Linked DNA regions of Mus musculus: regions 1 and 2 are each linked to region 3. The links are chromatin contacts, called in public Micro-C and promoter capture Hi-C maps. All regions are on one chromosome and are shown on one strand. Each heading gives the region's core, a stretch centred on a gene start, on an enhancer-like site or on the middle of the called end of the contact. The rest is flanking DNA. Distances are from core to core; before and after follow the strand shown. Region 1 overlaps Reep3 (receptor accessory protein 3). Region 2 has its middle 37 kb from the start of Gm31416. Region 3 holds the start of Egr2 (early growth response 2).

What was found. Promoter capture Hi-C pulls out the DNA fragments that hold promoters and counts their contacts. Hi-C and Micro-C count contacts between places; a contact is called where the count stands out from the background.
Region 1: a Micro-C map of embryonic stem cells shows a contact between it and region 3, with 3 times the contacts expected there. The contact joins the enhancer-like site here to the promoter of Egr2 in region 3. A contact is called at or near these places in 2 of 39 promoter capture datasets (cranial neural crest and pre-B cells), 1 of 484 Hi-C or Micro-C datasets (embryonic stem cells) and 2 of 115 datasets of contacts at active chromatin or transcription factors (memory CD8 T cells and pancreatic cancer cells).
Region 2: a contact with region 3 is called in a promoter capture Hi-C map of the SN4741 cell line, with 2.3 times the contacts expected there. The contact joins the enhancer-like site here to the promoter of Egr2 in region 3. A contact is called at or near these places in 4 of 39 promoter capture datasets (the C10 cell line, the SN4741 cell line, cranial neural crest and 1 more), 2 of 484 Hi-C or Micro-C datasets (B cells and CD8 T cells), 7 of 115 datasets of contacts at active chromatin or transcription factors (bone marrow-derived macrophages, embryonic stem cells, large pre-B cells and 2 more) and 3 of 9 other capture datasets (adipose tissue, embryonic stem cells and liver).

What each region holds. Positions count from the first base shown.
Region 1 is chr10:67,009,345-67,012,044 of GRCm38.p6, reverse strand. Reep3 (receptor accessory protein 3) reads left to right here. Exons shown (of 8, transcript NM_178606.5): 8 at 1-2,700. The region is part of intron 1 of Gm31763 (predicted gene, 31763); the gene reads right to left. Among named protein-coding and RNA genes, the nearest start is that of Gm31763, 5.6 kb to the right of the region's middle. Within about 2 kb of position 1,339, at least 15 of the 459 cell types and tissues checked have an H3K27ac peak or open chromatin away from gene starts, as enhancers often do. A contact at or near this core is called in embryonic stem cells, where this site is marked.
Region 2 is chr10:66,869,615-66,872,641 of GRCm38.p6, reverse strand. No RefSeq gene overlaps it. Among named protein-coding and RNA genes, the nearest start is that of Gm31416, 37 kb to the right of the region's middle. Within about 2 kb of position 1,456, at least 12 of the 459 cell types and tissues checked have an H3K27ac peak or open chromatin away from gene starts, as enhancers often do. A contact at or near this core is called in CD8 T cells, the SN4741 cell line and memory CD8 T cells, where this site is marked.
Region 3 is chr10:67,534,129-67,536,900 of GRCm38.p6, reverse strand. It overlaps Egr2 (early growth response 2), which reads right to left and starts at 1,402. Exons shown (of 4, transcript NM_001373983.1): 1 at 1,371-1,402; 2 at 1,163-1,268. The coding sequence starts at 1,261. Gm32255 (a long non-coding RNA gene) reads left to right here and starts at 721. Exons shown (of 4, transcript XR_380523.3): 1 at 721-1,647.

The sequences.
Region 1 (2,700 bases), core at 90-2,589, 520 kb after region 3:
TCATATTGGGGTGATGAATAATCAAATTTTCAATATCAAACAATGCTTACATGGGGGTGCCTGAATGGCCCACACACACAATGACCTCTTGATACTACGAATATTTTCTACACAGAATCACATTGTTAATATTTTTAACACGAAATAAAAATTCAATCTTTTTCCTCCCCAATTTAATCTTGTATCTCCATCTACTTTGCTTTGACTAATAGCCTCTTCCTTTCGAAAAGGATTCTTTAATTTCTATTCAAACATCTATAAAGTCCCACAATAAATTATTGGACAGGATGTATTCATTTCTCATGAACCAGACCTGCTCTGAACCAATGCTGTGCGGCATGGGTGGTTTTCCCTGCAGAGGCCGTGTTACCTGATAAGGTGATGTGATAAGTACAGTAAGTTACTTTGTCTCCATGGGGACAAATTGGCAAGATTGTATCATATTCAAGTCCAGTATCAGTATTAAACTTACCCTTAGGAGCTAAGGATAGACACCATGCTTGAGGTACACAAGGCCTTGAGTTCAATCCCAAAACCAAAAAAAAAAAAAAAAAAGATAGTTAAAACAAACTTATTATTATTTAATGAGTTTGTATACTATTTGTTTCTTCTTTTGACTTTTGTTTGTTTGGGTGGAGGGTGTTTTGTTTTGTGAGACAGAGTCTCTCTGTGTAGCCCTGGCTGTCCTGGAATTCACTCTGTAGGTCAGGCTGGCCTCAAACTCACAAAGCTCCACCTGCCGCTGCCTCCCAGATGCTGCCATTAGAGGTGTGTCCCACCATGCCCAAGTTGTTTTGAGACTAAGCCTCACTCTAGCCAGCCTGAAATGCACTGTGTAGCCCAGGCTTACTTCCAGTATATGGTCACTCTGGATGCCTCCGCCGCCTTTTTTTTTTAAATATTTTTTATTATTATGTATTTTCCTCAATTACATTTGGAATGCTATCCCAAAGGTCCCCCATACCCTCCCCCCCCCCCACTTCCCTACCCACCCATTCCCATTTTTTGGCTCTGGCATTCCCCTGTATTGGGGCATATAAAGTTTGCGTGTCCAATGGGCCTCTCTTTCCAGTGATGGCCGACTAGGCCATCTTTTGATACATATGCAGCTAGAGTCAACAACATTATGCCTCCGCCTTCTAAGTGCTGAGATTACAGGTGTGTGGCTCCATACCCTACTTCACAGGCGTTTTAAATTGGGAGAAATATCACGTTCTAGAATCAAAATTCTCAAGCAAAGATACCGCCTGACTCGGAGCTAAAGTTGGCTGACCTGCTCACTGCCGTTCACCCTCCCGGTCCTGGTCCCTGCTCGGGCTTGTCCCTGCTGTAGACATGCTCATATGCGCTTGATGACTGTCCTACCCCGCTTTGTTTCTGTCCCCAAGGTCTCATGTCATAGCATGCCCTTTTCTTTGAACTCTGTATGCTGAGCTAAAGCGCTGTTTTGTTCTGTTTCTCTTAAAGAGGACCGGGTCACCTTGTTTGTTTCTGCTTTTGAGCATGCTGATTTTTTCAAGAGATGTAAATTTATTCATAGACCACAGTGCCTTGACTTAACCCACACTGCCAACTGGAGCACCAGCACGCGAATGCACAAACCGGTTTAAGGCACTGTTTCTCTCTGCCTTTTGACATGTATCCAAAAATTATAGCCTACTAGCATTTCATCTTAGTATCCAGTCGTTCAGCATGATCACTAACATTCCCCGTACTTAGCTGTTGTTTAAGTATAAAAATTGATATGTCTATACTGTGTCTTTCTTTTTCCTTTCTGGTATTAAGAAGAGCCATAGCTGGAGAGATGGCTCTGTTTTAAGAATGCATACTGCTCTTACAGAGGACCTGGATTCAGTTCTTAGTGCCTAAGCCAGGTGTTTAGTTCACTGCAGCCTGCAGTGCCAGCTCCTGGGGGTACAATACCTTCCTCTGATTTCCAAGGGCACCTACGTGCATGTGAACATTCTTTCTCACGGATACACATACACACATCATTTGAAATTAAAAAAAAAAAATCCTGTGAAAAACAAAAAGGAACCAGAAATAAGCTGATTACTACATAAACAATTGTCTACGGCCACCTCAGTTCCTCATAGGTCCCCTCCACACACACTGTGTGTGTTTTCTAGGGCTAAAAAAATGAGATCTTGCTATCGTTTCTAGCAATAAACACTTTAGCACATAGAGGTCTGGGACAGAACTAACTCCTCATGTGTTTTCAGGGATCTTATTCCATGTGTCACCACCAAAGACTTCCACAGTATTATAAAACATGTAACTACTCTAAAATGACGTCAGCCCTTGGCTACATCGTCTTCTTTCTCTTTTGTACATTTGGAGAAATGCCTGAACCTTAATGGTATTACTATAATACTGTCTTATATTAACTGTAGGGTTTTTTCATTGGAATATTGTCTGCCATTGGAGGGGCGGGGGAGACAACGAATGAAGATCTAAATACAGAAATCTGAACACAAGTTCCAAAGCGTGTCCTCTGACCTCTCCCTTTTAGGTTGACTTATTTGTGAAACAGGTAAAATTTGAGAGGGTCATTGTTTTGTGGTTTGTACTATTTCTTAAGAAACATACCCTAAGATTAAATTTTTTCTGAAAAGAAAGTATCTTTTTTTCCTAAGTACTTCTCAAGTTAGTCTTTTAGTGGGAATTCTGCCGATTAACCTTGACTTAACATTTTTTTCC
Region 2 (3,027 bases), core at 207-2,706, 660 kb after region 3:
GACAGAATGCTCCCACAATTCCCACTATGCCTTTGGCTCCTGTTTCTCACTAAATTGTGGGATTGAGCAGAACAGAATGCTAATGCTCTCTAGAAAGCTTGTATTCACCATCTTTTAATTAATAAATTAACTAACTTTTGCATCTGAATGTACTGCTAAAGTCACTGAGTTTACAAACTCTTGATCTGAGAAAGCAGTTTACCAAAGTGATACCTCCTGTGTTTGAAGTGTTAGTCAATTTGTATAGCTGATGCAGAGGCTGTGGAAGAGTGCTGCTTACTGGCATACTCATCCTGCTTTCTTTGAACTCAGTACCATCTGCCCAGGGATGGGTCCACTCACAATGGGCCCGCTAACATCAATAACTAATTAAGAAAATACCCTACAGGCTTCCCCACAGTTCAATCTTATGGAGGCATTTTCTCAGTTGAGTCTTCCTCTTCTCCAGGGAATCTAGCTTGTGTCAAGTTGACCTAAAACTAGCCACCACACCTTTCTAAAACTGTCTTAGTGCTAATTAAACAGCAATTTAAGTTTTGAAGGGGAAACATTTAGACCACTGCATGAAGTAACCTTCTTTGTCCCTCTAAATTCCCATTGATCAAAGTTCTGTTCATCTTCAGATTCTAGTAAGTCCCTCAAGGCTATCTTAGCCTACCAAGTAATCTTTATGAGAACATATGTCATAGTCTGTCTTTGGACAGATGTGTTACCATCCCTGGGGGGAGGGTTGGACACCATCTGTAACTTGTCTTTGAACTTCCCACAATGCCTTGCAATCAACTCATTGCTCAATAAATGTTTGTGGTACTGAGCTGAAAACATCTGAGAACTTGATACAACTTTGATGTCACCCTAAAAAAAATTCATGTTCTTAAGCAAATATTCTCCTATGCAAACGATTCTGGAAGAGTTTCTTTCTCTAGAGTAGGTAAATTTCAAAAATGGGAAAAAATAGAGATGAAGAAAAAAAGTCCATCTTTTCTGGTTTCACAGATAAAATGAATTTGTTGAAGCACAAGTAATTCCCAGTGGACATGGGAAACCAGCAGTTTTGTTCAAATGTCAGAGCTAGTAGAGTGAGTAGCCCCCAAGCATGGGGAGGATTCTGTCTCTGACATGGACAAGGACTGGCTTGGGGAATCAGGACAGCATCCCTCAGCGGGGTTGGTGGTTCCAGGTTTGTGGTACTGGTTTTGGCCTCCCTTACCACCCACTGTTCTGTCCAGCCCAGGGCTGTGCCAGAGGCTGACATTTCTAATACTGTCTTAACTGCTGGCTCTCCTCCACGTGAGTCTGGCCAGAAGAGGCGGGGGGGGGGGGGGGGGCATGTTCTGTTTTTAATCTGCCACTCTGGAAATGGCTTGGGTTTGGTGCCCTTTCCGTGGTAGAGTCAGCTCTCAGGTCCTGGGTATGGCTAATGTTTTCCTACTGTTTTGGTTTAGTCATTGGGTTCTTTGGTTTCTAAAAACCACTCTCATATCTACATGTCCTTTGGTAAATCATCCTTCTTTTCTTGAAGTGTCTGTGGTGGTTTGAGTAGGTTTGGCCTCCACAGACTCGTGTGTTTGAATGCTTGGCCCACAGGGAATGATACTATTAGGAGGTATGGCTTTGTTTGAGTAAGTGTGGCCTTTTTGGAGGAAGTGTTTCACTGTGGGCTTTGAGGTGAGCCTATGCCTAAGCTCTGCCCAGTGTGGAATCAGAGTCTACTCCTAGCTGCCTGAGGAAGACAGGTGCCTTCTGCTGTCTGTGGATGAAGAAGTAGAAATCTCGGCTCCTCCGGTACCATGCCTACCTGGACACTGCCATGCATCCTGCCATGATGACAATGGACTAAACCTCTGGAAGTGTAAACCAGCCCCAGTTAAATGTTGTCCCTTATAAGAATTTCCCTGGTCATGTCTGTTCACAGCAATGAAACCTTAACAAAGACAACGTCCTTGTTGCTAAGACTTTAATGCAAAGACTTAAAGCTTTTAAAGCAAAGGTTTAGCAACTGCTCAGTATGCCTTCCTAGGAGATCTACATCCTTACCTTGCCTTTGGAACCAGGAACATGGCCACAGAGGAGAAGAAAACTTTCTCTGTCTCTGGAGCTGATCACAGTCAGGTGCTGGATTCTCTCCTCAGATTCTTCTAGGGAAATTGGCTGCATAGAAAAATGACAATGTGTCTTAAGGACAGACAATCTGTAGATGGGGCTGGGGAGATGGATCAGAGATTAGGAGTACTGCGTGCTCTTCCAGAGGACCCTGGTTCAATTTCTAGCAGCTCACAAGTGTCTATAAGTCCTGTTCTAGAGGATCTGAAACCTTCACACAGACATACATACAGGCAAAACACACACACACATATACATATATATGTATATATATATATATATATACATATACATATACATATATATATATATACACACACACACACACACACATATATATATATATAAAGTTATTTAAAAGATAGTCTGTAGAACAGAGACCAATTATGATAGGAAGGGGAATTCTCCACCACAGAGGTGTCAAGTGTGGTCAGCTCAGTAGGTTAGAGTGTTTGCTCAGTACCTTACAATCATGTGCTTCATCCTCAGTATCTGCATAAAACCAGACATGGAGGCATTGGCACATGCCCATAATTCCAGAGGGGTAAAAACAACACAGTTGGGAGTCCAAGGTCATCCTTGGTTTTATAGCCAGTTTGAAGTCAGCCTGGGCTACATGAGATCTTGTCTCTAAAACCAAGATCGAATCAAGAAAGGAAGGGAGAGGCAGAGAGGTTGGGGAAGAACAGCAGCGAAGTCTCAGAAAGGGACAACTTTTTTTTTTCCCACCTGAGGGACTACTTGCCTTCTCTGTTCACATTGGGGATCTTAAAACAGCAAGATCTGCTTGTGTCAGTGAGTACTGATTTCCTCTGGCTTCCCTCACTGCCACGACATCTGTCCCAAAGAATGAGAAAAGGTAGTTCAAGTTGTGGACAAAATGGATAGTATCCCATCTTTGACACAGTTAGGTATCCCTTTTAT
Region 3 (2,772 bases), core at 153-2,652:
ACACACACACACACACACACACACACACACACACACACACCACGCTCGCTCCACTTCCGCTACACACTCTCCCTCCTCCGCTGCCCTCTTACAAACCCACTCAACACACCTTACGCTACACACTACACACCTCCTCCCTCTTGACAGCGCGCGTGTGTGCGCCTGCCTGCCTGGCGACAGTCAGGATATCCTAGGAAGACACTGCCTTCATCTTCACAACTCACCAACCCCCCGCACCCCCCCCACGGGGAGGGGTGCATCCTACCACCCGCGCCTAAGGTCTACCCCAGGAATAGCCCCCCCCCCACGCCCTTGCTTAGAGCTTCCTCTGCGCTGAGTGACAACAAATGGCACAGTTTCTGGTAGCCATGGCCCCCACACGTGTTTTCCCCGGCAAATAAATAAGTCAATAAATAAACAAGCCCTTCCAGGAGAAAGCTTCCTGCTAAATGACCAAAAACTTTTAAGAGAGCTAAAACTGCTGGCCCTCCGGACACTCGGTTCCCACCTTCCCCACGCGCCCAGCCCTCTTCCGATGCGCTCTGGCTACTGCAGGGTACCCAAGCCCGAGGCTCCGGGATCTACGTAGCCTGGGATAGCAGACGCAAGCTGGGAAACTGCCCTGCCCTTCTCAGCTTCAAAGTCCCGCAGAAAAGGGATTCAGACCGGGCTAGGCTGTTCTCTTTCTTGACCCACGCTACCCGGAGCAGCGAGGATCCCCAGCGGGCAGGAGCCACGGCGCCACGCCGTGGAGGGAGCGCGGCGCTGCAGGCGCTCTCCCGCCCATCACCTGCGATGCCCGCGGCCGCAGCGCGCCGGCTCCTGCCCTATTGGAGTACGGTGGTCAGGGGAGCCCCAGTGCCACCAGGAGCCGGCTTGTCGCCGCTCTCTGAGCAGCGCTGTTCTCCTCGTGCCAACCGTGAAAGTTGTTCTCCCGGGAATGGTCCTCGCCATTACTTCAAACGCCCAAAAGCATTATCTGGGAAAGTTTCTCGATCGTGCTCTGCGCGCGATCTCCTTTCCAATTGGGGATCAAATTCAAAGGGGACAGGAGAGAACGCTCAGCGAAACCTCTGTGGGTATCCCACCCTCTTAAAAACCCTGCAAAGCCCTGTTTCGAAGGGAGAGGGGGGAGAAAAGGAAGAAATAGTGGTGCTCTTACCACGTGCGCCAGCCCGCTCCGCCTGCGCTCCGGCCAGTCCCGCGGCCCCCGCGCTGACCACAGGCAAGACGACGCCTCGGTGGGGAGCCCGACTCTCATCTCCAGCCTGGGTAGGGAAGAAATGGGGGGTCGGGTTATGCAAATAGAGGTCCCGGCGGTGGGACTCAGGTTACGGGTCCCCCACCAGCCCCAGAGGTGAAGCACCCACCCGCGCGGGAGGCGCGGGCCCTGGCGACTGCTGGCGCTTCGCTGCCGTCGGTGCACGTGGGCGGGAGGATTGCAGCAGCCGCCCCTCTCCCCCGCGCTGTCGCCAACCCCGCAGGCTGCCGCCTCGCGCCGCCCCGAGGGGGAGCTCCCGGGCGGCGGAGAGAATGGGGAGCAGGGAAGCCAGCCCAGGGCAAGACGCCCGATGATGGTAGAACTGACTGGAGCGCGGGAAGCTGGCGGATTGCCGCTACCAACCTTCGCAGAGGAGGACAGTGGGGGTAAGAGAAGTGGTTCCATACCATCAAGGAGTCTAGAAAGGGGGAGAGGGGTGGGGGGGAACCCTGTGGAAGCTGAGCCTTCCAAGAACTCTCTCACCTACCCTTAAGAGCTTCGCTGGACCCAGCTATGGCTAAACATGGGGGAGGGGAGGCAGGTGCTAATAGAGGCTAGCTGCCCCGAGGCAGGCCAGGCTCTGAAGGATGCCCGGGGCCAGTCCCTCTCTCAGCCTTTCCAGAACATCGGAGGAGAACCAGTCTTTGATAGCCTTACTTACCCCCCCATACCCCACTTTCTTCCTCCCCCCTTTAAAAAAAAAGTACAAACCTTTAAATGTAGTCAGCGTAGATAATGGAACAAAATCAAGAGCACATATTTCAAGCCAGCCCCAGCGAGCTTAGACAGATAAGTTCAGGAAAGCTAAAAGAACTTGCCTAAAGTCTCGCAGCTGGTGATTGGTGGTCCAGTTCAAATCTGCTGCCCGGTCTTCAGGATCCAAGTCCCTTGCCCTGGTCACTATGCGGGGTGCTCAGAAAGCCTGGCTCACCCCATTAGGGAAGAACACGCCGACTTCATCAATTTCATCTTGCTTTGGCATTTCAGAGGAAAGTGAAGCTGAGGTGGTAGTAGAGGGTGGCTACAAGGCAAGAGAGAGGGGGCTGTTACAGACAGACCCCTTCAGGGAGAGGGAGAATTCCAATGTAGCGACTCTGCAGACCTGTTCCAGGGAAGGAATGACCAAGCATATTAATGCTGCTGTCTTAAGAGAACCCAACCCCATGGTATCCTTCCTGGAGGCAAGGAGGGGTAAGAGGAAGGCAGGGGGTGTGATTCTGTTCTACGGAGAGGAAGAACCCTGAGATGTGGGAGTGGAATACCAAGGTGAGACCAGGATTCCCTACTTTGGAGCATTTGAACTGTTAGTGTTTAGATAAAAATGCAACAAACAAATGACGAGAGAGAGAGAGAGAGAGAGAGAGAGAGAGAGAGAGAGAGAGAGAGAGAGTTGTCACTACATGTGAATAAGACACTCCAAAAGATATCAAGTCAGGAACAATTTGCTGCCAGACTCATTTGCTTTTTCCAGAGGAGGTCAAAAAAAACCCAGGAGATTCCTTTGATGCAGG